Linked DNA regions of Mus musculus: regions 2, 3, 4, 5, 6 and 7 are each linked to region 1. The links are chromatin contacts, called in public Hi-C and promoter capture Hi-C maps. All regions are on one chromosome and are shown on one strand. The core of a region is the stretch at or near the end of the contact, and the rest is flanking DNA. Distances in the headings are between cores, read along the strand shown.

What was found. Promoter capture Hi-C pulls out the DNA fragments that hold promoters and counts their contacts. Hi-C and Micro-C count contacts between places; a contact is called where the count stands out from the background. Capture Hi-C pulls out chosen DNA fragments and counts their contacts.
Region 2: a promoter capture Hi-C map of 3T3-L1-derived adipocytes shows a contact between it and region 1, with 3 times the contacts expected there. The contact joins the promoter of Ces1d here to the promoter of Bbs2 in region 1. A contact is called at or near these places in 2 of 39 promoter capture datasets (3T3-L1-derived adipocytes and cranial neural crest).
Region 3: a contact with region 1 is called in a Hi-C map of regulatory T cells, with 5 times the contacts expected there. The contact joins the promoter of Dok4 here to the promoter of Bbs2 in region 1. A contact is called at or near these places in 1 of 39 promoter capture datasets (pre-B cells) and 1 of 484 Hi-C or Micro-C datasets (regulatory T cells).
Region 4: a promoter capture Hi-C map of liver shows a contact between it and region 1, with 2.7 times the contacts expected there. The contact joins the promoter of Polr2c here to the promoter of Bbs2 in region 1. A contact is called at or near these places in 3 of 39 promoter capture datasets (liver and pre-B cells) and 1 of 9 other capture datasets (adipose tissue).
Region 5: a promoter capture Hi-C map of liver shows a contact between it and region 1, with 2.5 times the contacts expected there. The contact joins the promoter of Ciapin1 here to the promoter of Bbs2 in region 1. A contact is called at or near these places in 3 of 39 promoter capture datasets (liver and pre-B cells), 2 of 484 Hi-C or Micro-C datasets (CD4 T cells and double positive thymocytes), 1 of 115 datasets of contacts at active chromatin or transcription factors (memory CD8 T cells) and 2 of 9 other capture datasets (adipose tissue and liver).
Region 6: a contact with region 1 is called in a Hi-C map of muscle stem cells, with 4 times the contacts expected there. The contact joins the promoter of Arl2bp here to the promoter of Bbs2 in region 1. A contact is called at or near these places in 4 of 39 promoter capture datasets (the 3T3-L1 cell line, liver and pre-B cells), 2 of 484 Hi-C or Micro-C datasets (CD4 T cells and muscle stem cells) and 1 of 9 other capture datasets (liver).
Region 7: a contact with region 1 is called in a promoter capture Hi-C map of hippocampal neurons, with 2.8 times the contacts expected there. The contact joins the enhancer-like site here to the promoter of Bbs2 in region 1. A contact is called at or near these places in 2 of 39 promoter capture datasets (cranial neural crest and hippocampal neurons), 1 of 484 Hi-C or Micro-C datasets (forebrain) and 3 of 115 datasets of contacts at active chromatin or transcription factors (astrocytes, embryonic forebrain and stem cell-derived neural progenitor cells).

The regions. Positions count from the first base shown.
Region 1 is chr8:94,096,748-94,100,852 of GRCm38.p6, forward strand. Bbs2 (Bardet-Biedl syndrome 2 (human)) reads right to left here and starts at 1,762. Exons shown (of 17, transcript NM_026116.3): 1 at 1,489-1,762. The coding sequence starts at 1,605. It overlaps Gm39226 (a long non-coding RNA gene), which reads left to right and starts at 2,795. Exons shown (of 2, transcript XR_879106.1): 1 at 2,795-3,443; 2 at 3,552-3,825.
Region 2 is chr8:93,196,051-93,200,155 of GRCm38.p6, forward strand. Ces1d (carboxylesterase 1D) reads right to left here and starts at 1,754. Exons shown (of 14, transcript NM_053200.2): 1 at 1,618-1,754. The coding sequence starts at 1,669.
Region 3 is chr8:94,874,217-94,878,321 of GRCm38.p6, forward strand. It overlaps Dok4 (docking protein 4), which reads right to left and starts at 2,096. Exons shown (of 9, transcript NM_053246.3): 1 at 1,915-2,096.
Region 4 is chr8:94,855,502-94,859,606 of GRCm38.p6, forward strand. Polr2c (polymerase (RNA) II (DNA directed) polypeptide C) reads left to right here and starts at 1,949. Exons shown (of 9, transcript NM_009090.5): 1 at 1,949-2,140; 2 at 2,246-2,295. The coding sequence starts at 2,055.
Region 5 is chr8:94,836,017-94,840,121 of GRCm38.p6, forward strand. It overlaps Ciapin1 (cytokine induced apoptosis inhibitor 1), which reads right to left and starts at 2,324. Exons shown (of 9, transcript NM_134141.4): 1 at 2,236-2,324. Coq9 (coenzyme Q9) reads left to right here and starts at 2,397. Exons shown (of 9, transcript NM_026452.3): 1 at 2,397-2,481. The coding sequence starts at 2,406. It also overlaps the pseudogene Gm7418.
Region 6 is chr8:94,664,635-94,668,739 of GRCm38.p6, forward strand. Arl2bp (ADP-ribosylation factor-like 2 binding protein) reads left to right here and starts at 1,966. Exons shown (of 6, transcript NM_024191.2): 1 at 1,966-2,267; 2 at 2,963-3,024. The coding sequence starts at 2,230.
Region 7 is chr8:93,569,835-93,573,939 of GRCm38.p6, forward strand. All of the region lies in intron 9 of Gm26843 (a long non-coding RNA gene), which reads right to left. Among named protein-coding and RNA genes, the nearest start is that of Ces5a, 36 kb to the left of the region's middle. Within about 2 kb of position 1,882, at least 85 of the 459 cell types and tissues checked have an H3K27ac peak or open chromatin away from gene starts, as enhancers often do. A contact at or near this core is called in astrocytes, embryonic forebrain, forebrain and 1 more, where this site is marked.

The DNA of each region.
Region 1 (4,105 bases), core at 512-3,011:
TCATATCCTATTACATATTCTGACATGATATATCATATACATATACACTCTGCTTACTCTCTCAAATGTAAGCTCTAGAGGTGAAATTTCATTTATCGCAGTATCTGCAGAGTTAGGAAAAGTGTCCAGCACATGATTGTACCTCAAATTAGGGGTTAAGGTAACACCAGTGGGATATCGTTGCCTCTTATATTGCAGTACTCCATTCTACGAACATGTATATGCACATATGCATATGTGGATGCGAACTTCTTTTGGATGTTTGTCAGTGCCTGGGATAAGGGCAGCTCAGGAGGCTGAACCCAGGCTGTTGAGTATGTTAGGCAATCGTTCTACCACTGAGTTACATCATCAGCCTTTTTAATATTACTATTTGAATATTCGTGTGTGTGTGTGTGTGTGTGTGTGTGTGTGTGGGTATGTGTGTGTGTCCAGGCTCTATAGCACATGTGAAGGTCAGATGACAACAACTTACAAGAGTCAGATCTCTCTCCATGTTGTGTGTCCCTAGGACAGAACTCAGGTCATCAAACTTAGCAGTGCATGCCTTTATCCAAGTGACAATTGGACAAAGAACTCCCTTCTTCTAAAATTTTAATTTTGAGACAGGGTCTTCCTATGTTGCCCAGGCTAGCTTTGAACTTATGATCCCAATCTCTTGAACAGATAAAATAACAAATGTGTAGCACTACCTCAGGACTGGTAGCGCCTCTTAACTAGTAGCATCACATACCAAGACGAATGTTCAGCATTTTACTTCACCATACCAGTTTATGAAATCATAACCCATTTAAACGAATCCTTATGTTCCTGCTACGGAACCCTAGAAGTAGCATATAAGGTAACATACAACACACATGGCAGTGTCTTGAAAACTCCTTACACAAATGCAATTGTGTACCTGGCATACCTGCTGAGTCTAACAACAAGAATTCAATCTCACTTTCACAATTTCTTTTGTTTGCAAACTGGGTCTAAATCTGAATTTTTTTTTTATCTGTGACCCTGACACCCCTTTCTCAGTATGTGGCTCATAATAACCATTTAATGAACACTTAGGTTATGGGGATAAGATCTGAATGTACGTGATCAAGGACCAAAACTACAATCTGAATTTAACATTGGGTTGTTGTCCCCACCCCACCCGCTTCCTCCACTGTAAAGAGGCAAATATGGAAGAGAATCCTGGAGGCAAGCAGAGGCCCTGGGCATGAATCTGGAGTCAGCAATCGCTGCTACTCCTGGACAAGCGCTCCTTTTTCTTGAGACTTCTTTTCCCTAGGTTCCTGATCTGTCCTCAATACTGTTCAACACTGAGAACCTGGTGATAAAAAACGTCACTGCTACAAAGCTGTTCTTTGAAATCCCACTTTGATGGGACTGGAGCCAAGGACAGCGGCGACCGGTTGCCAGGCAATGCGGGCAGGGGGCGGGGCAGCGTGAGGGGCGGGATCTGGAGGAGGCAGGAGTCCGGGTGGGAGCGGTTACCTTGCCCGCTTGGGTGGCGGCAGCCAAGCACGGGTGAGTCCCGTCGTAGCGCCCTATGGCCACCATGCGGGGGCTGATTTTGTGGCGCAGTTTCAGAGTGAACACAGGCAGCAGCATGATGGCGCCAGCTAGGGGCGGAAGACAGATGCCCGACGCAGGCGCAAGGCAAGCAGCTTGGCCGGCCGGTTGCCTAGCAGCGGATGAGGAGTAGGAGGTAAATACACGCAGGACTGCGGAACGCCACAGGCCCGGCGCCGGAAGCGCAGACTAGAGCGCGATCGGTGTCGCCAACTCTCTCTACGCCTGCGCGGACCCTCCCAGCGGCAGAGCTACGCAAGTCCCAACTAGCTCCTGCGACTGCGCAGTGGCGTCGTGCCTGGTTGGCCTGCGTTCTTTGTCTGTCCTCGGACTGCGGCTGTAAATTAGTGTTAGATGAAGCCTTACCTTGGCGTCTGGGATGGCGGTGTCTAAGCCAGTACCTCCCCAGGATTCTCTGTAGCGTGTCAGCCAAGCTGCACCCCGTACACGCCACACACTATGTCACCCTTTCATTCGTTCAAGAACTAAGGCTTTACGGGGCGGATAGTTAAGTGGGTGAAGACACTTGATACCAACCCTGATGACCCGAGTTGGAAGCAGAAAACCAGCTCCAAGGACATGCACACGCACGATTAAAAAAACAAAACAAAACTAACGTTAAAGTGCTTAGTGTATCCCTTGCTTTAGCTGTTATGCCCAGGCAAACGTCAATAGTAACCCGAAAATAATAATCCCCTCAAGATAAAAGTAAAGAGTATAGTTTATTTAAATAGTTTAGGTGGTAAATATAAAGCAGTAGAGAACGATGCAAAGTTGAGGGACATGGGAAGGGAAAGAGTACTTCTCTCCCAAGTCCAGTTAAGGCGCTCCACCAGCTGAGTCAAGATTTTCAGGACAATTAGCATTTGTACAAAGTTGCTCAGCTAGAGACAACATGCCCTTTATATGAAAAGACTTTCAACTAAGAATGTTGAAAAAGCACTGAATCCTGCTTAAGTACTAAACGGACATGGCCTTTCTCCTTTGCCAGCTGTAAATCTGTAATTTGCTAGGGACCTCACAAGAAACCCTACTTAAATAAATGATGTGACTTAACTCTTTACATCCTTGTGACAAGTCGGTTCATCTTAGCAAATTGCAAACTCTACTCAAAGCACCGGTGAAGTCACCTTATAAACGTATTCATCAAAAAGAAGGGAAAGAAAGAAGAGTAAATGTGCGGGGGGGGGGGGGGGGGGGGGGGGGGGGGGGGGAGTAGAAGAAAGGAACTAGCAGGTGAGAAGGATCAGCCAGCCATAGTATGCATGAAAATGTCATAAAAGACCTGCTACTTTGTAAGCTAATTTTCAAAGTAAAACAAAAGAGAGAAAGAAGATGGGAGTGGGGTGGAATTCCTAACAGCCCATTGAGATATAACTAGAGCTACTAAGCAGTCTATGTAGCTGATAAGATACTAAGTGAGTCGTTCCCTCTTGAAACCCACATCCAAGCTTTTGGCTATGTATTATTCTATCCCTTAGCACCTATCCTCTCTTTTAAACTCCTTCCCAGCCCCTCCCCGTTATGCTTATATTATAGTATAGCATATTACATTACATTAATTATGTATGGTATATGGTGTGTGTGTGTGTGTGTGTGTGTGTGTGTGTGTAAAACAATACCATGTGTTCTAGGGACCAAACTCATGTCATCAGCCATGTTGTTTTTAACCTGCTGAGCCATCTTGGTGACCAAAATCTCAGGAAACTTCAACTGCTTCAAACTGTCTGGTCCTGGAATTCTTTGCTGCAGTGAAACCAAGAATCCTGTTGTCACTTGGATGGAGGTCTCAGAAAGGAGTGCCCAGTGCTTGGGCTGCTGCAGGTGGCAGAGTGGAGCTGTATCTCTGGCACACACCTCACTGCTGGTGGCAACAGGTAACCTTATTTGGAGAGCAGTCTTTACAGATGTAAGTTAAAGAGCTTGAAATGAGGTCATCCTGGATTAGAGTGGCCCCTAATTCTAATGATATGTATCCTTTTAAGAGGGAGAGAAGACAGAAACAGCCATAGGCACCAATTGAAGATGCTACTCTAAACTGAAGAGTGCCTGAAGGCTCCCGAAGCTCAGAATTCTTCCCTAGAATGTTCAGAGGAAACAGTCTCCTATTAATACCGTCATTTCAGACTTCTGGCTACAGATATGTGTGGGAACGATCTTGTTTTAAGCCAGAAATGTTTGAGAGTGGGGAACTGCTTGTGAACTTCAGGGATATATTCTTTTAGATACAAACATGCAAAATTAAAAAGTTGCAACGAACCATTCATTCTGCACATATGTTTGAGAGCCTACTGTGTGCCCGACAATCTTCCAGAGAATAGATAGCAATAACAGACAAATCTCTTCTCTCCTAGAACTGGCAAACAGAAGTCAGAGAGAACAAGAAATGCACAGCTATTAGAGTAAGCACCTTAGGGAAGGTCGGGAGAAGAGTTAACAGAGGATGAGGGGAAACCATATTTACTGAGGTGGTAGGGAAAATAAGTTCCCAAGAAAATGACATTCAAGCAAAGAATTAAAGTAAGTAAAGAAGCCAGCT
Region 2 (4,105 bases), core at 504-3,003, 900 kb before region 1:
ATGGCTCCCCTGGTGTCCTCTTTGTCTGACCTCAGGGGCCTCAGTTTGTGAGAACATCCCTCATTGGGTAGGGCCTTTGAATTTAGACAAGATGTCATTCTTCCTCAAAGCTTGTGGCCAGAAAAGACAGGAAATTTCCAAATTTAGTGGGAAGTGGTCACTAGAACTGAAAACTCCTCATTGGAATCCAGCCTCTATGTCACATGCTATCAACAGCCAGATGCATACTGTGAATATTCAAGTTGTTGTTACTAGTTATTACAAAGAACGATGAACTTTCTGGTAGACATGTACATACAAAATCTACTTTACGATATTCTGAAAGACCATGGAGAATGGGATAAGATGCTGATATGTGTTCAGCACTTCTAAGAGGTGAAGGAGGGTGAAGCCTGAGGAGAAACGCCTGGGGTAGGCTTTGTCAGCTCGGTGATGGTCCACCGTGAAGTGGGTAGAAACAGATTATCTGGGGTCATATTCCTGCGTCAAGTGGATATACAGCAATGGCACAAATATTATGTAGTTATGTATTTAAAATTGTGTAATATCAGAGTGCAATACGGAACATTTGCTCTGTGCCCAGGCACATTCATTCTCTTTACATAATTTCTCAAAGAGGCCTTGCCAGGAGAGCAGGCAAGATTTCAAAGCACCAAGCATTGACTGTAAAAAGGTGAAAACAGGGTGACATTACAGGCTGGGGGAACTGGAATCCCCAGGGTGTAACTAATGTGGGTCCCATCCCCCACCTTATCTAAGTCTCCTGCCTGGGCCACCCACCTGTCCTGATCTCTAAGATCTAGTCATCAAAAAACCCAAACAAAGTCCTATATCCCCCAAACCTCCCAAAGAACTCCATGTAACCGCCCCCTCCACCCCATGCCACCTCACTCCTCTCTTCTTTTCAGGTGAAACTACAACAATGGCTCTTGCTTGCCCGGTCTCTCCGCTGCCCTGGCCTCCTGACTAACCTCATTGTTTCCTCTTTTACACCATCCCTGTGACCTGTCCCTGCCTTGTGGGAGCTTCAGTGTAACACCATCATCTCAATTGTCTGATTTAAGCACGTTGTAATTTTTATTAATCCATTACGTTTTCAGCCAAACCTTTTGCCTACCTTTTAACCTAACTTACCCTCTGGACCCAGAGCAGAAGCAACCGCTCTTTTTGTCCTCAGTGAAAAAGGCACTCCTGTCATCTCTGCTTTAAAGGTGGGGGTTCCCTAGTCACTGTATCACCCAGGCTTTGCAAACTTTAGGATATCAAGTTGGAGTTATTGATTAGGAGCCAGATATAAGGCTGGCTCCTGAGTTTATGCTTTCCATGTTCTGCTCAGCCTCTCTCTCTCTGACCTGCTTGCAACTTGACAAAGAATCACAGGGAAGCAGCCTGATCCTTCTTCAGCTCTCCTGTGCCTCCTATAGCTGGGTATCCCAGTGTCCATCCTCCTCTCTGTCTCTGTGGGAGTCAAGTTCTTCGGACTTTGATGCACCCCTTCAAGTGCAGAAAGCAAAACTCACCAAGGGACTGGACTATTTTGTCCACAGCATTGCCCATTGTGCCCAGAACAAAGACTGAAAATGTACACACAGACATTTGTAACCCAGAAGAACTTACCCCAAGCTGTGCACGCAGCAAGAGAAAGCCATATCAGAGGGTAGAGGCCCATTGTGGAAGGACAAGGGCTCTGTGGGTCTCTGAGCTATCTGCTGCTTTAGCAATGCTTCTGTTGTGGACCAGGGGACCCGCCTCCTTAAGTCTTGCTCAACCAGCTCAGTTATGTAATCTAAGCTTAAAAAAAAAAAAAAAAAAAAAAAAAAAAAAAACTCTTCCTTCCAAAGAGCTCTCTGGGTGTCAGTTGGGCCCTCCAAGCCACGCCCACTAGGAGTTTACCCACTTTTATCTGAACAGTCAGTGCCCAGTACTCAGATTACAAGTGGCCAGAAACCCATCCAACAGCTTCTTACATAAGCACCTCTCCCTGCAGCACTCTCACCTCAATTCAGTGCACCCTGACCTCTCAAGAGCAGACAGCAGCAGCCAGGTGCCTGCAGGTAGTGGGAAGTGTTGTTCTGGGGTCCTTCTACAAAGCTCTGCTCAGCTGGGATGTGAGGACGGACACATTTCACAGCCTTCCTGGACCTGCATGTCTTAGAATCCATACTCTCGAGTTAGGAAGGGAACTCACACTCTACCAACCTTTAGAGGATTCCTAAATTAAGTTTGTAGTATTCCTGCCAAGTGACCTGGCTGGGCACGGTGCATACTTAGGTTCAAGGAAGTTTACCAGAGAAAGAACCTTTGGACATAATGTTCATGTAGGAAACAAACTCCGCTGGCAACAATCCTTGCTTCTAACCATCCATGCATACACGTACACACTGATTCTTCAAACATTGCCAAAGCGCATGGCCTCCCTTTTCATGGGAGTGTACAACAGCAGGTGGGTCAGTGCATCTATGCAATTGCTGACCCTAGCCTATTCCAGCAGTGTAGCCTCTTCATACTTTCATGTTTGGGTACCTCTTTTCATTCCTCTGGTGTGTATTTTGGTTCTTTCATCTAATCATTTATTTTTAAGTTCTCAGGATGCATTACTAAGTTATTTGTTTGATTTTAGAAATCTTTAATTTCTTTAAGATCAAATCTCTTTGACAGATCCATTTTGGAAAAAAATAGTTGACGTAAAATAGTAGTGAGCTGATAAAATAATAGACATTCTACAGCTCTGGAAGGGTTCAAGTCCATTTGATGCATAATTATATCTTCTTAAAGACATGAGACTGTAGTTACTCATGATATAGAATTTCCTCCCGAAGTACTTCTGTTTTATCTGGGTTCTGTATGTTGTATCTCCATTTTCATTTCATTTAAGGAATTTTTCAACCTTCTCCCTCTTCCCTCTATTTCATCAATGAATGTACTTAAATTCACACAGTGGAAGGAGAGCACAGAATCTCACAAATTGTAGTTGAGTTTCTCACCATGAGCAGCAGGGTACTTTGTGACTGGAGTCATTTGAAACCCCTCAGAGACCTTGATCACTAGAATAAGCTGGCACAGGCAGCATCACTGTTATCTTTACAGCCATACCTGGGCTGAACTGGTGGTGGTATACATCAGGGTGGTATGCACAGGTTTGTTTTGCCCGCTAGGAGGAGTGGAGTTGTGATATGTGGTGCTGGCACAACAGACACAGAGTGTGATGGGGGAGAGGTAGACTAAAACTGTATCCTTCCTGGCCACTGGCCACTGGGTGTACTGGCAAGTCTCCAGCTCAATCACACTGCCTCGCTCTGGGTTTACTGGCTGGATTCCTGCTGCACATTACTCTGGGTTTATTGGCTGGATTCGTGCTGCACGTTACTCTCAGTAGGTTGTTGTGAGTTTGTGTTTTCTTTTGCTTTGCTTTGCTTGTTTTTCTTTTCGTCTGGAGGAAACAAACTCTCGAGGCTGACTCCCAGGCAGAGTTTTGCCGTGAGCTCATGAGATATGAAAATGGTGGAAGCAGTTCTCCCAGAGTAGCAGTTTCAGACTCTAATTCTTTCTAATTGTGTCTTTGTCTCTGCTGAAGACACCCCACTTGCAGGGCGTGTGCTTTTCCTATACACTTATTTGAAATTTCCAGTCTGCTTGATCCAACACTTGTGTCCAACACTCAGTCAACATGGGCTGATCATGTTGTCTCTTGTTAGTGGAATTTTTCTTTTCCAAGTCTGTCATTTTTGCATTTAATATTTGATACAATGCCTACCAAAGAAAGAAAGAAAGAAAGAAAGAAAGAAAGAAAGAAAGAAAGAAAGAAAGGAAGGAAGGAAGGAAGGAAGGAAGAAAGAGAGAGAGAGAGAAAGAAAGAAAGAAAGAAAGAAAGAAAGAAGGAAAGAAAGAAAGAAAGAAAGAAAGAAAGAAGGAAAGAAAAGGGAAGAAAAGGAAAGGAGAGGAGAGGAGAGGAGAGGAGAGGAGAGGAGAGGAGAGGAGAGGAGAGGAGAGGAGAGGAGAGGAGAGGAGAGGAGAGGAGAGAAAAGGAAAGGAAAGGAAAGGAAAGGAAAGGAAAGGAAAGGAAAGGAAAGGAAAGGAAAGGAAAGAAAAACTGAATAAATGGTAT
Region 3 (4,105 bases), core at 846-3,345, 780 kb after region 1:
CCCACCTGCCCCATAGGCTGCACTAAATGCTCCCTCCCAGAACCCTGCCTGGAGGCCTTGGCTCGAGAACAAACACCACAGAGCCTGAGTCCTGCCTGGCCAGGCTGCCCCACCCTTGACAGATCTGATCTTATCAGGGCTGCAAATCAGCCCTACCTGGACACTATCTCACCGTCCTCGGTCTGTTTTCACTTCACAGCAGAGATTTGATTGCAGGTGGGTTGTCTCCACCTTAACTACCAACTGCCCCATCCCTGTGTGGTTGCTGTCTGCGACCAGCAGGGGGCGCTTCCATAGATCCCTAAGCCCCAGAAGGTTTGGTCCAAGGAGAGCCAGCCACAAGTACTGAACCAGGCAGAGCGAACATGGGGGGGTCAGGACATCTGAACACTCATGGTCCCCAGCAATGTGGTCCAATGCCTCATACCACTGCTGTCTGTTCTCCCCTGGTACCCTGCCACCTCTCAGTACATAAAGCCTTCTCAGTAAAGTTCACTGCGCTTGCTTTTTCCTGCCTCTAACTAAACTCCCTCCCATGGTCTCAAGTATATTCCACTGCCTCATTTGGAGCTCCGCTGAAAATCTGCCTCCTCCTTCAGGCCCTCCTGACACCCTGGCCTTGCTAATTAGCTGTCTCTCAACATCCAGTGTTTCAGTCTGTCACATGTCACTATGAGATTTGATGTTCCCGGTTCCTTCATCTGTCACTTGGCCATGTAGGGACACCTACAATGACAGTTCCCAAGCCCCTTCTATCTAGCTATAGCTCCATCCCAGTGACCAGGACACTGATAAAGGACAGAGTGGATGCCAATCTAGGGAGGGACACTAATTATATCTAGCATTGTCCCCATCCTTTCAACACCATTATCAGCTCTGCTTCCAGAGAGTGTAAGCGGCAGCGGGCTCCCACTTCTCCACATCTCGGTGCCAACTGGCAAGACCAGCAAAGTCCAGGAGAACCAGCCGGGTCCGTGATCCACAGTTTGTTCAAAGCTGCCTCAGGGGACTTGTGCTGCTGCTGACACTGTCTGAGCCTGGCTAGGGGCCCCACCTTGGCTGGGGTTGTTGGATGAGGTCACATCCAGCCTGGTGCCCTGCCCAGGAATACCCAGCACCCAGGCACAGAGACTAGCAGCAGAGCGAGAGGGACACAGCTCCTGGGACCTACCTGGGATACCTACACAGCAGCCTGCATTTCTCCGAAAAGGGCCCTCAAAGAATGTGCAGGAAGCGCAGCCCCTGGAGGCTGTTGGAATGTGCTGGAGCTGACACCTGGCCCCTGGCTGCCCTGTCTTATCAAAGCCCTCCATCCAAGTGTCTGGCAATTGTTTTGCTCCCACCGCTCCACGCAGGCAGATTGCACAGAACTCCCGACTGCCCAAGGCTCCACTCCGGTCCTTATGCTGTGACAGATAGCTGTCTCCAAAAGAATGTGTACAGACTCCCAGAGCCAGAGGAGAAAGGTTTTAAGGCAGGAGGCTGCTAGCCCGGAGGACTGCAATGAATAGGAATGCCACTTGCAGGTCGGATAGGCAGTAAAAGGAAAGTGTCTCTTGGAATTTGGGGAGCAGGAAGGCGAGGAAGGCTGCTTCCGGGAAGAGGCTCAGGGAACCGGGGATCTGGGTTTCTCTGATGGGTTACATGGGGAATACAGGTGAGGTAAGACTCACACCTGCGCTTCCTAGAGATGGGAGCTGGTTGAGGACGGCTCAGGGAGTTTCAGGGTCTCGCTGGCTTCGAGAGGCGCGTCTGAGTCCTCCTTCCTTAAAGTAGGACGCTCCCATAGCTGGGAGAGCCCGCGGGCTCCGGAGGTGACCACAGGCGCCCCAGGATGAGAGTTGCGGGAGTCTCACGTCTCGGTGAGGCCTAGGGATCCCCCCCCCCCCCCGCGCTTCGTATTCCCCTATTTACCTAGGCGCCGAGGCCCGGGCCGGGGCGCTGGCTCCGCGGGACGCGGGGCGGGCTCATGCCCGCGTCTCGGCGCGGCCGGGAGGGGAAGGTAGGGTGGCGGCGCGCGGCTCTGGTTGTAAGCTAGAAGTGAAGCGCAGCCGCCAGCTCCGGATCCAGAGGAGACTCGGGAGGTAGCTGGTTCTGCTGATCCGCGACGCCACGCCCCTTGAGGCCACGCCCCGCGCCGCCCTGGCGCCGCGCCACGCCCCACCGCCACGCCCCCGCCCATCCCTGGCATCGTGCCACGCCCCTTCTCGGAGCCACGCCTCGTCCCGGAGTCCTGCCAAAGTCTTATTACTAGGACAGAAATTTCCGCCTGGCAGTCTAGCCCTCTGCTCACTTCTAGTACCCACCTCAGTCGCACCAGCTCCTCCCTGAGCTCTAAAACTCAAACCCACGTGGTCTTGCATCTGCTGGAGGCTGAACCCTATATCAACTCCCAGTCCTTGAACCTCACCTCCCAACATCAAGAGTCAGTACCCTGCTAGACATACACTTTGCTACCATCCAGTCCTGCTCAGTACCTGCCCCACTTCCCCAATCGCACACTCAGCTGCACTCTGTGAGAGATTAGCCTAATGCATGAAGGAATCAAGAACCCAGTACCCACGCATGTATATCCCCTGCCCCGTATCCTCCCAACCCTACCTCCCCACCCCCTCTGCCGGAACACTAGAGACTCAGCCTTGTCCAGCAAAGTAAAGGAGCCATTTTCTGTCCGCTTAAAATGTCCCAGGATTGTCACTAAAGTGTGTGTTAAGTGGAAGCCACGGGGCTATAGGACAGGAAATGGCTTTCTTCTTCCTGGATGCTAAACTGAACCTCCTGACCTTCCCATGACCTCCTGACCTTCCCATGCAGCTTCCAAACTTGACCCTCTGCTTTACTTCAAACAGCAGCTCATAAAGTCCTCAGCTCTCAAGCCCTCAGAGTGAACTGCTTTCATCCTGGGACACTGCTAGAGAAGCTGTATGGCCACAGAGAAAAAAAGAGAGTTTCAACAAAAAGAGGCCTCTTAGCCTGGCCTAGTAGTACTTGTCTATAATCCCATGCTGAGGCAGGAAGCTGATGAGTTCAAGGCCAGCCTTAGTGAGATCCTACTTAAGAAAGAAAGAAAAAGAGAGGGGGGGAGAAAGAAAGAAACAAAAAGAAAGAAAGAAAGAAAGAAAGAAAGAAAGAAAGAAAGAAAGAAAGAAAGAAAGAAAGAAGAAAAGAAAGAGAGAGAGAGAGGAGGGGGGAGGGAAGGAAGGAAGGAAGGAAGGAAGGAAGGAAGGAAGGAAGGAACCTTCTCTAGGTTCAATCCCCTGAACTGCAAATTAATTGTAATAATATAATGAAATTTAGAAGTATCATCTCTAAGTGGGATTCCTAAACTTCATTCTCTTTCAAAATTTTTACTCAATATCTACTTCTACCCACTGTGCTAATTCCCTTTTCTTTCTTTCTTTCTTTCTTTCTTTCTTTCTTTCTTTCTTTCTTTCTTTCTTTCTTCCTTCCTTCCTTCCTTCCTTCCTTTCTTTCTTTCTTTCTTTCTTTCTTTCTTTCTTCTTCTCCTCCTCTTCCTCTTTCTCCTCCTTTTTTTTTGACACAGGATTTCTCTAGCAGTCCTGGAACTGGATGTATAGACCAGGTTGGCCTTGACCTGCCTTCTTCTGCCTCCCAAGTGCCACCATACCCAAATTTGTATCTAATTTTTGGCTTTACACTTATAAATCTGTTTGTAGATCCACATGCGGGTGGATGGTCTGACACAGAGTCAATCTGAGTCCCTGATGTTTTCCTACCCTGAACGTTAGCAACTTGAAGTCACCATAGGGAGTTTCTATATCCGCAAAAGTGTCCCTCTGCCCCCTTCCTTTCTCTCCTCAGTAACCCTGGGGGACATCTTGGGGTTCCCCATTTCTACAGCTGGTCGAAGGTTTCACAGCTGGAATCATAAAAAGTGTAATCCCTGGTGGTTTTTCACTTGGTAACTTTTGTTAGTGGTGACTGAACCCAGGGCCTCTCAGATGGTAGGCAAGGGCTCTACCACTGAGCTACATCCCAGCCTTAGTTTTTACTTTCTATTTCAAGACAGGCTCTCAATACCCAGACTGGCCTTGAACTTACTGCGTAGTCCAGGCCAGCCTTAAATGTGTAATCCTGCCTCAGC
Region 4 (4,105 bases), core at 699-3,198, 760 kb after region 1:
CTTGTCCACAGGGCTTTCTGTCAGGCTCTTTCTGTACCTCTGATTTTTTCTTTTTAATGCCTCTCGACATTCCATAGAGTTACTGCCACATAATTACACTTCATCTTTTCTCTATCCTCTATAGCATCCCTCTCAGCAGACAAGTGTGATTCATGATTCACAGGGATGGTGTGTGCTGTAGACCAGGCCCCCCTCTGTCAATGCTTTTCTCTCTCCCTCAGGAAGAAATGTGACTCCTTGTTACAGCAACTCTTTATTCTCTGGTAACTCTGCCCTCTAAATGTAGTTCCTTCAGGGTTCCGTTTAAGGGCCTCTTTTCTCTGTGTGAACAGCTGCCACTTTTTAGAGGCCCATTTAAACTCCTCAGCTGCAACTACACAGATCTGTAGAAGTGGAGAGCATTGTATCTACTTCAGAAGAACATCACACGATCAAGAGTAGAAGGGAAAGTGTGTATCGTCTAACACATATGGACATTGTTGAGTATACGTTGGGGACCTTTGAGGTGGCTCAGTGGGTAAGAGCACTTGCAGTCAGGCCTGGCATCCTTCCACACACGTGATGTATTGGTACCATTACATACATACACATATAAAATAGAAATACATTTAAAAAAAAATTTTAAAAAAAGCCAGGCGTGGTGGCACACACCTTTAATCCCAGCACTTGGGAGGCAGAGGCAGAGGCAGGCGGATTTCTGAGTTCGAGGCCAGCCTGGTCTACAAAGTGAGTTCCAGGACAGCCAGAGCTATACAGAGAAACCCTGTCTTGAAAAACAAAAACAAAAACAAACAAACAAAAAAACATGGGTTTTGTTTTTCTTGTGTATGCATTACAGTACTCTCTCTGACATTAGCTCGGATGTGGGTCTCTTGTTTGCTTCTTTGTGTGTTATCTAACTGTCCTGAGAGCATCCAGGGGATTCTTCTCTCCATCTTCCTACTCACAGGAGCCTAAGATTAGACTCTTGCATTACCATGCCTCTTTACAGGTGTTCTGAGAATTTGACCTTGTGTCCTTGCACATCAGGGTTTGGCTTCGCACCCTGGAACAAGTGACTGAGGTGCATATTTTACCCGTCAAAGCAGACCTGGCCTCCAGGTTCTCCCAGCATCCTTCAGTCCCCACCTGGCATGCTCTGCCTCCACCCTGAACTTTCCAGCCCAGAGGCTGGGCTGCCCTTCCCCAAGAGGTTCTTCCCTATAGAATCCAGACATTTTGCTCTTGCTCTCTGGATCGATCTATCTCCCTCCCCCTGCCCCAGGCCCTTTCTCTTCTCCCTCTCTGCCCTTCCCATGGCGGTTCCCCGGCCTCTGTTCTTAAGGCCAGTGAACTCACCTGAGAGCAGCTTCCCAATAAACCTGCCTTTTAATATATTCTAATCTGTCTTGAATTGGCTCATTTTACCAGCAGAGAAATAACCTATCAGTCGTCTTGCATGCTTGAGTCACCTCCCTAGCCATTTTGTTCATGTATAGATGTACAACTTTTTAATGGTTTTTTTTAAGGTTTCATTGTATTCCTATGTATTTTAAAAATTATTTTTATGTATAAGGATGTTTTGCTTGCATGTATATTTGTGCACCATGTGAATACCTGGTGCCCTCAGATACCAGGAGAGAGTTTCCTCAGAAACTGAAGCTAAAGATGTTAGGCATCATATGGGTGCTGGGAATACAATCCAAGTCTTACATAAGAACAGCCAGTGCTCTTATCCCCAATGCCGTATCTCCAGCCCCGTATGTAAGTTTAACCAAGTCTCTATCGATCATTGCCTAATGCGTTATTTTTAGCAGTTATAAATAACGTTGGCATGAATGACCCTGTACATTTAATTTTTGTGCTGTATATCTTGGGGATTTCAAGAGTATAGGACCAATGCATTTTGGCGCCGGTGTGGTTAGAAAACACAGGCCAGGAGAGTTCCGGCCTCCGGTCAGCAGGTGGCGCTGCGCCCGCGACTAGCCGGAAGCGCCGATTGCCCCGCCGACAAACTGCTGGTGGCCGCGCAGGCGCGCTGTGCGGCTGGCGCGGGAGCCTGGCGGAGGGTCGCGATGCCGTACGCCAACCAGCCAACAGTGCGGATCACGGAACTCACCGAAGAGAACGTCAAGTTCATTATCGAGAACACGGACCTGGCGTAAGGCGGCGAGGGGAGAGGCGGGCGGGCGGCCGGGTCCTCGAGCTCCTGACCCCGGGGCTGTGGCTTCGGGGCCGCTCACACCGCCTGTCTTTCCTCCTGTAGGGTGGCCAATTCCATTCGGAGGGTCTTCATCGCAGAGGTGCCCATAATAGGTAAGCGACCGTCCCTGGGAGCCCGTGCCGCCCACCCTCCGCCCGGGGTGGGGGCTGAGAACACTGCGGTGCTGTACGCTGGGCTGGGGCAGCCTAGGCCCGCCTTGGTGCGTGCCTTGCTCAGCTGCGGGTTTCCCAGTACTGTTCGTCTACCCCAAAGCAACAGAAATCAAAACCAAGCACTGTTAAACAGCGGAGGGCTGCAGCCTCCTCATCCGGGCGGTGTAGATGCTAGGCGTCGTTAGCAGGTGATGCAGCGATTGCCGAAGTAGTGTAGATGATGCGCTTTTGCTTTGACGTCAGTGTTCGCTACTGGCTGGTGTCTTTTGAACATATATGCTGATTTTACAAAATCATGGGCTTCGTTATGTAGTTTGAAATCTACACACACAGAGTGTACCTGGTCTCTCCCATCCTTCCAGATAGTACCCTGCTATACTTTCTTGTCGTCTCCCCCTATCTTTTTGAAAACCTTTATTTACATATATGTGTCTATCTCTGGGCTCGAGTACCGGAGTTCATGTGTAGAGGTCAGAGTACAGCTTGTAGGAGGGATTCTCTTCTCCCACCATATGGGGCCCAGGATTGAACTCCTTAAGGCTTGACAACAAAAAGTATCTTGCACATCTTGCAGGCTCCGAACTTTCTCTTTATTAAAGAGAGAAAGAGAAAAAGAGAGAGATTCCACATGAGAGAAAGCATGTGTTATAAAGATTTTCTAATTTTGTTTGTTTGTTTGTTTTTCAAGACAGGGTTTCTCTGTGTAGCCCTGGCTGTCCTGGAACTCACTTTGTAGACCAGGCTGGCCTGGAACTCAGAAATCTGCCTGCCTCTGCCTCTGCCTCCCAAGAGCTGGGATTAAAGGCGTGCACCACCACTGCCCGGCTTAAGATTTTCTTTAACAAACAACATACTTTTGTTCCTTATTGTTGAAGTGTGTGTGTGTGTGTGTGTGTGTGTGTGAGAGAGAGACAGACAGACAGACAGACTTCGGTTTTTTGTTTTTTTAAATCCATCCTGGTGTCTTTTTAAAAATGAATTTCTTATTTCTGCTGCATATGTAAATCATGTACGTTTTCAGTTAGAGACAAGACATGAGCAAACATAACAAGGCAAAATATGACACCTTCAGGAGAATCTGACCAGTTTTATCGTTTGTTTGTTTGTTTGTTTTGAGAGAGGAAGGAGGCCAAAAGGGAGTGGAGCGTTTGTAAACATGGACACTCGAGGTTTTCTGAGATGGGGAATTCCCACCAGGGGTCGGGGAATGGGAATGGTGGAAGTAGATTAAGGGCATTCAATGGGCCCCAGAAGTAAATCATCAGGAAGCTTGGTCCTTGCTTGAGTTGAGGAAGCACTGCGGTGAAGGGCAGGTTGGGCCTATCCTCAGCTGGTCTTCCGGCCTCTTCCTGGCCTACATCAGCTCCTTGAGAACTGGGTTTCCAACACCACTGATTTCTGAACATTATTGTTTACATGCAGGTGTTTGCTGATGGGTGACTAGACACATGCTTAAGTGCAGCATCTGTATGCTACAGCCCCATTTGCCCAGCAGTGCCTGGGGGGGGATTGGGTTCTATTGTTAGTGGGCTTTCCCTGGTGAAGCTGTCCAGTGAACATCTACTGATGAGAGGAACACTGAAATTCCAAGTGGGCTATCTGGTTATATCACAAACGAGGTGTGGGCCCTGAAACTTGGGATGTTTTGCTGTTGTGATGTTTTCCCTGACTTTTAAGTTTTTAAAATTGTGTCTCTGTGTGTGGGTGTTTACCAGTGAATGCAGGGGCTGGAGGTGGCCAGGGGTCTCAG
Region 5 (4,105 bases), core at 1,074-3,573, 740 kb after region 1:
AAGTACAGGCCAGAGACAAAGCAAGAGAAAAAGCAAAGGCTACTGGCCCGTTCTGAGAAGAAAGCTGCTGGCAAAGGCGACGTCCCAACTAAGAGACCTCCTGTCCTCTGAGCAGGAGTCAATACAGTCACCACCTTGGTGGAGAACAAGAAGGCTCAGCTGGTGGTGATTGCCCATGACGCAGACCCTATTGAGCTGGTGGTTTTCCTGCCTGCCCTGTGTCGAAAGATGGGGGTGCCCTACTGCATCATCAAGGGAAAGGCCAGACTGGGGCACCTGGTCCATAGGAAGACATGCACCACTGTTGCCTTCACACAGGTTAACTCGGAAGACAAGGGTGCTCTGGCTAAGTTGGTGGAATCTATTAGGACCAATTATAATGACAGATATGACGAGATCCGTTGCCACTGGGGAGGCAACGTCCTGGGTCCTGAGTCTGTGGCTCGCATTGCCAAGCTGGAAAAAGCAAAAGCTAAAGAACTCGCCACTAAATTGGATTAAATGTACACTAAATTTTCTGTACCTAAATATAATTACAAAATTAAAAAAGAAAAAAAATTCCAGTGCCTAAGCCAGCATACTTAGGAGCTGTGACTCAGGGCTGTTTCACAACTAAAGAGGTGAAGTAGAAGTCAATGTCACATAACTGTCACATAACTGACCTTGTTTGTTAGACGCTCCTCCAACTGACACCATCAACCCATGGCTTTTTAAAAATGTTAATACCGGGTGAATATGCATTTGCTTTTAATACTAGTACTCTCCAGACAAAGGTAGGCAGATCTCTGGGAGTTTGAGGCTGGTCTGCTAAGTTACCAGCAGGCAGTAAGAGCAGTGCCTCTCCTCTGGGAGTAACTTCTGGAGGTGGGTTTATTTATCTTTAAGGCACCTAAGAACCATAATCTTAGGCTTGGGTCCCATTTAAGGTGGCAGAGAGGCTGGGGGTGACTCAGTGGTAGCAGGTCCAGCTGATTAGGGATAGGGTCACAGTTCAGTGGTATGTGCTTAACCTAGCATGACCTGGGTCCACTCTTCAATACCACAAAGCGAAACAAACACCAACCAATAGCCAAGAATGTCGGAGCCTTCGTGTAACCCTAGCTCTCTCGGGAGACTGGTGAAGGAGTTCTGAGGACAGTTTACGCTCCTCGGTGAAACTCTTCTCTCAAAAGCCATTCATTATCAGGGCTCTGGGAAGGGCGAGGCTGTGCTTTGCAAGCATAAGGAGTTTGAGCCCCAGAACCCACATAGAAAACCTTGGGTGTGGGCTACCAAGATGATTCAGTGGGTTAGGGGTGCTTGCTACAAAGCCTGACAACCTGAGTTTAACCCTCAGAACTCAAAGTGGAAGCAGACACTCCTCCCCAACACACACAGAATCTTTATATATGTGTGTATACATGCATACACATACATATATATACATACACATATATGTGTACATACATATAAGTATATATGTATGTGTGTGTATATATATTTCAAAAGCTCGTGTGGCAAAGTTTGTTATCCAGCCTTAACTGGTACGCTTCAGGCCAACTAGAGGCCCTGTCACAAAGAAGGTGGCCACAGTTTGATGAAACACCAAGTTGTCCTCTGGCCTCCACACACATGCGTATGCACCTATACATACATGTTCCCCCACCCCATGACCATGACACTAAACATACACCGTTTACTTCTAGCAAACATCAAGACTTCCCTGGTAGAGCAAGCGAGGCAGTCCGCTCTACTCTGAAGACCCGCAGCTTGGACTCAGGCACCGAGAAGCGAACTTCTCCCGACCTTGCAAATGGCTAGTGATCGCTAGGGACCACACCCCGGCACAGGGGCAACTCTCCAGGACAAAAGCCTGGGTGGCTCCTTCTATAAACAAGCATCCTAGGACATAAATGCCGGGCTCGAATGGACAACCTGTGGCTCCAGGTTCTCCCCACCTTTGGTGCTTTCCGCCAAGTGCCCTGGAGGAGACTCAAGGTCACCACCGATGGCTAGGAGTAAACTGACGGTCCCGATGCCAGCTCCGGGTTTCCACGCGGAAAAAGGCGGCGGACGAGCCCCGGCGTCCAGCACGCCGCGTGCAGGGCCCCGGCCGCCGCGGCCCCTCACCCCGGCTTCCCCAAGGGGTGACAATGACGGCGCCAGAAGCCGAAGCGAGAGCACGGGAGACCAGAGTGGCCCCTAGGAGGGCCGTTAAGCCCGCTCAGATGCTCGAGCGACCCCGAGCGTCCTCACCTTCCTCGTAGCCTGAAAACCCGCTCCGCGGACGCCGGCTTCTCGTCCTGGTCTCTCGCGAGAAGACGCCGCACAACACCTGAGTCCTAGTGAGCGGACGCGGCCCCACTGACGCGTGACGCTGCCCGGCGCGTCGCCGCCCTCAGCGTGCGTGCGTGCCCACTTCCAAGATGGCGGCGACAGCAGCCGTGTCTGGTGTCCTCGGCCGCTTGGGCTGGAGGCTCCTGCAGCTGCGGTGCCTGCCCGGTGAGGTGACAGCCAGCCGAGCCGGGGCGCGAGGGGGAAAAACGGGAAGAAGGCGCAGGGCGGATCTGGGCTTGGCGTGGGATGATAGAGGCTCTGGTCGGGGCTAGCAAGGTAAAGGGCATCGGCGTGGAGCCGCTGGAGTCGCGAGCTGGAAAAAGCCACTTAAGGGTTTCAGTCGCCGGACTTTGAGCTGTGAGGGGGCAAAAGCCGCGGGGCAGTCCTGTCACCCCGGTTCCCCAGAGGTAATGGAGCTTCAGAGAGGGCTCGGTGTGCCCAAGGTCACAGAGCTCGTCCGTTCCAAAGCGTTCTCCGTCGCCGTAGGCGCTGTGCCAGCCTCGCTGGAGAAACCGACCGAACAGCCACAGAGTCAGTTATTGCCACACCACGTCACTAAGCTGGTGACATTCGTCATTTGCTGCCATATGCCCCGTATTTTTATCTCCACAGTAATAGTAGACATTTACTTTTAGAAACTTTGTACATTGTCATTAAGTGGAAAAGCAAAAATCGCTGTCCGTATATAGAATCTTTCTGCACTGACACAGTGACAAAAAATATGCAACTAAAATCTCCATGAACCGCAGAGATCTCGCAACCATACTTTGGGGGCTCCTCACTTCAAATTTTCTGGGCCTATAGCAAATGCTGATGTTGTTAAGCATGCTGTTCTGTGTTTCTTTCCTTATTATTTTCAATGACTTCCTTTGTGGCATTTTTAGCTAGAGTTTCAGACGAAATATGTTTAACAAAAATAATGCAATGTGAGCCAACAAATCCAGTCATAGGGTATTTACCCATGAAATTGTGTCCACAAAAAGTTCAACTGTATTCCCGACAACTTTATATTAGGTGGGCCCTTAAAGCCCAAACATTCATCTTTTTTTCAATGTTATGCAAGCAGTTTACAACAGGTATCTCCGAAGTAACCGTCCCCTTTCTGAAGTATTTGAGATAAAGTCTCACTCTATATTTCTGGCTGACCTGGAACTCACTGTAATATAGACCAGACTGACCTGGAACTTAGAGAGATTGGCCTGGTCCTGCCTCCTGAGTGTTTTCTTTCTTTTTTTTTTTTTTTTAATCAGAGTTTACTTTTTTTTTTTTTTTTTTTTTTGGTTTATTTATTTATTATATGTAAGTACACTGTAGCTGTCTTCAGACGCACCAGAAGAGGGCATCAGATCTCTGTTACAGGTGGTTGTGAGCCACCATGTGGTTGCTGGGATTTGAACTTCGGACCTTTGGAAGAGCAGTCGGGTGCTCTTACCCCCTGAGCCATCTCACCAGCCCCCTGAGTGCTCTTAAAAGAGTGTGTCATCATGCTTTTCTTTTTTATTCCTTTTCTTTTTTCTTTTTTAAAAACTTGTTAGTCCTGCCTCAGCCTGAGTTATATAGGAAGTCTATGTCTCAAAATAATACGGGCTGGCCTTTTGATTTGTGTGTGTGTGTTTGTGTTTAAAGCAGATGAAGTTTAACAAAGATGTTCATGTAGGCTTGAGCACAGTGGTTGTGGAAAAAAGACAGGCACTCAAAAGAAAGTGAGACAGATCCAGGAAAATGGCTTTTCAGAGATTTATAAAACATTCAAAACATTTCTAACTGTTGTCACAGACTATGAGTTACC
Region 6 (4,105 bases), core at 716-3,215, 570 kb after region 1:
TCTCATAGTCCTGGCTGGTCTAGAGCTCCCTTTGTAGACCAGACTGACCTCAAACATACCTACCTGCCTCTGCCTCCCAAGTGCTGGGATTAAAGGTGTACTTCATCATGCCTGACAGGAATACTTGCTCGAGTCCAATTGCTGTTGTGTGAGAAAACCCAAACACCTCCAGAAAGCCTGTATGGAGAGGGACTGACACCCTTCCCCAAGCCACTACCCCACCACCACCACAATCCTCACCAACTCCCAGCTGTGAGCCACCACTAAATTGCCACCCACCTGAGCTCTGTGAAAGTCATCTCAAGCTCCAGTGCAACCAAATGGAAAAAAGATATCCTTGCCAAGACCTTCCCAAAATGCAGATTAATAAGTAAATGAAATGTTTTAGTTCACTAGGTTTCTTGAGAGAGGAGTTGTAAAGAGCAATAGGTAACTAGTGGAGACAAATTTTTCATTCCTTTTCTCCGTGGATCCATGATTTGGAATCAGCAGGCAGTTCATGTATGTATTCAAAAGTAAATAGGATATAGAAAAAGGATCTAATAGGATCTTAGTTGTCTGCTCTGAGCTGTCTTACCAGTGCTCAATGGAACAGAATTTTTAGATGCTTGTCCTAGTTTGCTTATCAGAGCTGTGACAAAACACTAATCAAAACCAATTTGTGAGAAGAAAGGGTTTATTTTGTTTCCACTTCCATGCAACAGTCCATAACTGAGGGAAGTTGAGATAGGAACCTGAAGGCAGGAACTGAAGTAGATAAAGAAATGCTGTTAACTGGTTTGTTCTCCATAGCATGCTGAGCTTCCTTACATAGATCCTACACCTGCCCAGATATGGCACCACCCACAGAGGACTGGGCCTTCCCTCAGTCATTAAAATAATCCACATTCAAAACCAGGAGGTGATGGCACATGGCCTTTAATCCAAGTGCTTGGAAGGCAGAGGCAGGTGAGTCTCGAGTTCAAGGCCAGCTTGATCTACAGAGTGAGTTCCAGGACAGCCAGGGCAACACAGAGAAACCCTGTCTTGATGAAAAAAGACAGACACACACAAAATCAACTTCTTTCCAGGTCACTCAGGTCAAGCTGACAAAAAACCTACCAGCACGCCTGTCTTCAGCTTGACCAGGATACTCTGATCTTCCAGTGTCTTTGAAATCATCTTGGTTCCTGATGCTGTTAAGATAGATCCATGGATACACATTTTATGTCCATTCCAAAATGATTCAGATTGGCCACGTAACCCTAATTCATACCATAAATTTTCTAGTTATGTACTACACATTTGGCTAAAAGGTATCAGACCACCAAAGAGGCATGCTTAAAAAGGGGGCGGGGGGGGGGGGCGATCCCAGGAAACCTTTCTTCATGGTGTGGCAGTTTTAGAGGGGACTTTCTCCAAAGCAGTTATTCAATTTCTGATTACATCTCTCTCAGTGGTTGTCAACATTTTTGTGCTGCATAATTACCCAAGGAACCACTTACTGCCTAATAATTGTTTACGGGTTTGGTGCGAGTAAGCTGGCAGCAAACTCACTATGTAGCTGAGCAGGTCTTGAATGCCTTAAACCTCCACCTTCCAAGTGCTGGGACTACAGACGCATGCCACAACGCACTGCTTTTGATTTGAAGATCACAAATTAAGTTACAAGTCATCCACTTAATGCCGTGGACCCTTCCATACTTCCAAGAAGTAACTCTCTAGTAAATCAGACGTCTGCATTATCTAGGACAAACTATGAGAGTGGCTTTCGAGCAATTTGGCTATTTCTAGCGCTCTTAAAACACGGTTTCAACTACCTGATCTTTACAATTCCTAAATTGAAAATGAAGAAACCGAGGCTCTTGGCTCCAATTCTTTCATCCAGAAAAAAAAAAAAAAAGTCTACTGCCACCATTTTTTGCAGTCTTCTGCGTGAGACCGGGAACCTGAGGCTGTGATTGGCTGCTGGAACCGCGGGTAACCATAGTGACAGGAGGCGGGGCTGCGAGCTCCGTCTGCCCTAACACACCGGCGGGGTAGCCCCGCGAGAGGCCGGCGGGCGCTGGGCCCAGCCAGGAGCCGCAGCCCCGTCCTCGCGCGATCGCCGGGCGGGGCGTGGGTGCGGCCTTCTGCGGGCCCTTGATGCAGTTGAGGCCGCGCGGGTCAGAGAGGATCCCGGCCCGGCGGCGGGCGCGGTAGGAAGCGGCAGGGCCCCGGGCCCGGGCCGGTGACTGCGGCGCCCCTACGATGGACGCCCTAGAAGAAGAGAGCTTCGCGCTGTCCTTGTAAGTGAAGCGGCCAGGGTCTGCTCGACCTCGGCCTGCGGACGTCCTCTGGGTTGCGGGCTGGCCGGTCGAGGCTCCGCTCTAGCGGGGCGTTTTCTTCCCGTGGCCACCACGGGCATATGTCACAGATAACCAGCGCTTCCATCACAATCCTCTGGCCTCAATCGTGGCCGTCAGCAAAAACCCAGAGGCCTTGAGCTGCCCAGGCTGGCGGCGGCCTCACCGCCTGTCTAAAGCCACTCCTGACCAGTTACCCCCTAGGCCGGTGCCACTCCCGCGTGCGGTCACATTCACCAGCAGATAGGTGTGGCGTTAAGAGCCAGGATGCGGTGAGTAAATCCTGCGGGTAATAAACGCGGAAGTATGAAGTTGTGCCGCACCAGCCTCAGCTACCCAAATTGTTGGCTGCTTTTGTGATTGTCATACCGGTTTTCGTCACGAGTGTTTTCCTGTGTTTGTAATTTCTGTACTAGACAATAATCCTTGATTGGTGAAACTGAGTGATGGGAGGATCATCTTGCTATTATTTTTATGCACGTTGGGAATCTTACATTTTAAAAAATGCTAGTGGGCTTTGTTGTGATTGCCTGGTGTGTGCAAGGCCTTGGGTTCAATGCCCTTACCCACAGAAAACACAAGTTCAGCTCGAAAAATAATTATTTGGACCGGCACCTAATCCTGATGTGTTTTTTCAGCTCCTCCGCCTCTGATGCAGAATTTGATGCTGTGGTTGGATGTTTAGAGGACATTATTATGGGTAAGTTTCGACACTACTAAGTGACTTGTGCCCCTCTAGTTCCTATGGTCAATTCCTTGATTTAAATCAAGTAGACCCTTGCTTTACAACAATTTTTTAATGTATTCATTTACATATGTGATGGATCGTGGGTGGGGTTGTTGCCAGGAGACTATGGCTATGTGGAGCTCAGAGGACAACTTTGTGGAGTTGGTTCTCTCCTTCCACCTTCATGTGAGTTCTGAGGGTTGATCTCGGGTCACCCGTCTTACACAGCAGTGCCTTCAGCCCCCAAGCCATCTCAACACCCCAAACCTCTGCTTATAAGGGCATGCAGAGAAATAAATGTGAAGAGTTGATTTTCAAAACACAAAACACTGAAATTTTAACACACCGCACAATGTAATAGTAAGCAAGCCATACTGAGTTTTGTTGTCTTTATAAACAATCTGTGGGTCAGCAAGATGGCTTAGTGTGGGTAGTGGCACTCGCCCACAAGCCTGACAACCTTAGTTTAATCCCCAGGGTCCACAAGGTGGTACTGGCTCCCTAAAGTTGTCTTCAGACTTCCATACACAGGCTGTAGCAGGCATGCGCCTACTTGAAAACAAAATAAGTAAAATTATAATTTAAAGAAGAAAGAACCCAAAACCTAGTATGTGGCACACCTCTATAGTCTCAGCACAGGTGGGTAGAGGCAAGAAGATAGGAGAGTTCAGGTCCTGGCTCTGCCCTCTAAGCTCTCATGCCTTTTAATTAATGGCCATTGATTGAAGGTTTCAGAGGAGACCAATTTAGGAAACCAGTTAACTGGCAGATAGGACAGAGCTCTTGGCCAGGCTTCAGGTGATATTGACCAATTTTATTTCACACAGGCAATAAGAAAATTTTTGGTTGTTATATCGTTTTGAGCTTTAACATTTTCATGCTATAGAACAGAACATAAACCCTAACCCTCTACAGCACTTGTCCATGCAGGAAACTGGGTGTCAGATCTCATTGGATCTCTTCATTTTCTTTTGTTGTTTGCCTTAGGGTTTGTATTCCTGCACAAAAGCATCATGACTAAGAAGCAAGTTGGGGAGGAAAGGGTTTATTCACC
Region 7 (4,105 bases), core at 632-3,131, 530 kb before region 1:
GTCCCCAGATCCTCCCCTTGCTGTCGTCAGTGTCAGTTGCTTAGCAACTGCCTTTGGCAGATGGTGGTAGAGAGAGCATGCCAATCTCTCACAGGGCTAAAAATACATTCCAACAACGACTACAACGACGACAACAGGTCTATTTTAAAAGATACAAGGCGCTCCCAACGTCCTCCCTTGTCTGCGAGGAACCGCAGTATACCAGTCCCTCCAGGCTTCTGGTTCCATCTGACAGTGTGGAAGGGGGCGTTCAAGGAAAACAACAACGACAACAAAAAGCAAAATGAAATAAACAAAACTGAAAGGCCAAGCACAAAAGGGGTGCTCAGAACACTGTCATGGGATAGGAGAGATGGGAGGAAGAAAGGAGAGAAGAAATAGCAGAGTGGGAAGAAATATCTAGGAGCCAGCAGCGAGCCTCATTCAGCTCTATTTTTAACCTATTCAAGAGGGTGGGGTTAAGGAAGCAAGATCATAAACCAGAGAAACTTAGCTACGGGGGAGACACAGTTTCACAGCAGAGGAAGCAGAGGTGCTAAGCATGAAGATGAGGAACTGGCTCATAGCCCATGCTCATGGGGTGCAGTCTCTGGAGACAGGAGACCTCCAGCTCCTAACCAGCCTAACTGTTTAACCACCATCAGTGCAGAAGCCAGTCCTTCTGAGCATGTGCATAGCATTTACTTATTAACTGTTCGTCTATACATTTATGCATGGAGCCCTCTTTTATACACTCACTCGCACACTCATATCTGTAGTCACCCATTGATATACTAATTATACACACACACACACACATACACACACACACACACACACATACACATATACTAGTTACTCGCTTACACACTCATGTCCGTGGCCATTCATTTGTACACGTTCATGGTATGTGTATAATGCCTGTGGCCATTCATACATTACATACATGCATGTGATTCTTTATACACTCATATATACATTCATGCTCATAACCATTCTATTCATACATTTGCTTGTATAAGCACTCACGCGTGTGACCACTTATTCATGCAGCAATTATTTATTAAGTCCCTGCTGCCCTATTGTCCCTACCCTGGAGACACGGTAAGGGACAACTACACATGATCCTCCTGTTTCTTGTGGCCTCCCAGGTAAGATAGGCACTGGGCAGTTAAGCACTGGGGTACCTCTTGCTACCTCCTTTAGTGGCATGCCCATATCTGAGTCTACAGTCTCTCCAGCCACAGGCCATTGCTTAATTGAGACTGAAGATAAAAATAGGAGCTTTGGCTACATTTGACCTTCCAGTGTGAGTAAAAATATTAAAATATATTCCAGTACCATATCACCTGAAGTCCAAATTTAAACATGCCTCTTACATTTTCTTTCCTAGTTCTGCTCTATAAAATGAAAAGAACCCTGATCTCCTTGCAGGGTTGTTCTATGGATTAAAGGACAACATCAAGATTTCTGCCCAGGCACAGAGGTCCCAGTCGCTGGCCTCTCGAAGGAGAACTTGCATGGGGATTTTGCTCAGGCCAACTGTTAACCACCTCAGTGGTGGAAAGGGGAGAAATGCATGCAATCTGAGCCCCTTCCCTACAGATCTGGCTAGGGGTGATGGCTGGAGAGAACACAGCTTTATCCTAAGGCTAAGCCAAAAGATGAGAGACACCACATGGTGCTGGTGACAAGTGAATTGGCAAAGAAATGGAAGAACCCTGAGACAAGATGACTGTGCTTGGGGGTAGGGCAGGGTCGGCATCTCTCTGTGGGCTGCTTGTTAAGGGTAAGGATGCCAAGCCTGTAGCAGAGACTTCCCGAATCGGAATGTCTACTGAAGGATGTGCCCTTTAAGCAAAATCGCTGGTACAATTATGATGTATGAGAGCCACTGGCTTGGGGACTGGGGAGGAACTGTTCTCCCTGGGGAATCAAGATCACAAAAGGCCGCTGTGGAATGTGAGGTCCTGGCCTGGATCCTAGAGCCGGAGGAAAAAAAAGATCTTAGTGAGAAACTGGGTGAAATCCAAAACACATCAGTAGCTTAGTTAATGGGATTGTGCCCATGTTAATTTCTTTGCTTTGATCGCTGTTCCGTAGTTACATAAGACGTGAGCATCAGCAAAAGCTCAGGGAAGGTTATGGGGACTTGCTGTGCTAGGATTGCTACTCTTGTGTAAATCTCAAATTATTTCCAAATTAAAAGTCTGGAGGGAACAAGAAAAAAAAAAGCCTGCTTCAGCTGAAAGCCCATCGTGGGCCTTCCCCCAATCCCCTGACCCACCACAAACACTGTGTGAAAGCTACTCCAAGCCAGCTTTAGCTAAGCAAGCACAGGTAGCCGAGAGCCCCCATCTCAAAATGCAAACAAAGCACCTGAGGGTGTTGTTTCTCTCCCCTGCTGCTCCCACTGGGGCCTAAATGTCAAGCCCAATGAATTACATTTTAATCTGTCTGTGTTATCAACCTGGCCAAGGGCTTAATTGGATGCCAGGCACACCCGCTGGAAGGGTTTGCATAATTCATCAGTATGGAGGCTGAGGAGGCCTTTCATCATAAGCCAGGGAGGGAGGAAGAGAGAAGAGGGAGAGGGGAAGAAAAGAGCAGGCCATCAGGAGAGGACAGAGAGGAGAAGGGGAGAGGGGAGGGGTGGACAGGAGTTGGTAAGGGAAAGGCCTCAGAGGAGAGAGAGGAGAGAAGCTGAGGAAGAGAGAAGACAGAGAGGAGGCAAGTCAGGGAGGGAGAGAGTAGGGAGAACAGGAAGAAAGAGAGAGAGGGGGTGGGAATAGGAAATGGACCCCAAATGACCTCCTCCTCTCTGCATTGAGATCTCCTGGGAGTCTTCATTCACTGCCAGGAAGACTTTCCAGGCTCTTCTATGGGACGCTAGACAGACTGTTAACATTTTACTGAAAATGTAAACCAAAATATCTGCTTGTGCGGCCATGAATCCTCTCCCTCTGTAGATATCTATTACCTGGAAGGAGTCTCCGTTCAATGGCTAAAAGGTGATTTTTTTTTTAAAGTCAGGCTGTGAAAAAAAAAAAAGTAAAACAAAAAATGTCTCCATCCACTGACCCATTACAAAAAAAGTATCTCCATCAACTAGCTCAAACAGGATGCGAAAGCCTTCTACCACTCTGCCCTCAGACCTGCCCCAGCTCTGTCCTGTTCCACACTGGCCCACCACACCGCCCATTCTTCTTTTCTATGGTAGACGTCTCTGCCCGATTACACATCTACGTTTGTAGGAGGCAGCGAGGTCATTATGCTCACAGAAAGAAATGCATAGCCTGTGCTCTGCCCAAAAGGCTGGGTTATGTGTTATCTGCGGACAAGACCATACTAGGTTCTCCCTCAGACCCTTGATGTAAGCTTGTTTTTCTCAGTCTACAGAGTCCGTCATTATAGAAGGGGTCGTGTGAAGTCAAGCTGTAGAACACATCTTTAGGGAAGGGGTCACTTGGACCTACAAATAGTTTTGATGTCATGCATACAATCTTTATTTAGCTCATTTGGTGCTTTGTTGTGCACAGCGGATTGAGTTAATTATCACCAGGAAAAAATCACCATGTTATGCTTAAATCAGCCTAAAATAATGCCAGTTACCGAGTTGTATTGAACCAAACTATCTTTGTGCCTCCTGTGGAATGTTACTTTGCTACAGATGCTAATCTGTTACAGAAATTGTCTTCAGAGCAATACTTGTAGTCACGCTAGGTACGAATGTAGTTGATTGGAGGAATAAACCTTATTAGCCTCCTGTATATGTTTTCAATGTTAAACAAAAACCAAGTCACTAGAAACAGACAAGTTATACACACATATATCTTGAACAAAAATTGAATCATGTATACAGTATGTTGTAGCGAATATTAAATATTAAATTCCTGTCATGTCAACCTAAAATATTTGAGACTTGTTGCTTTTTGAGTCTAAAAGGGGATACTCTTAATCCACTCTTCTTTTCTCTTTCATTGCCCTCCCTGGTTTTACCCCCTAACACTAAACAGGAGAGAAAGAAGGATAAAGGGGAGAGAGAAAGGGATTCCTTTCCTTTGTTTTATCCCTGACTGTAACCATTAACAACCCCATCATCCCCCTTCCATGACATCAATTATCC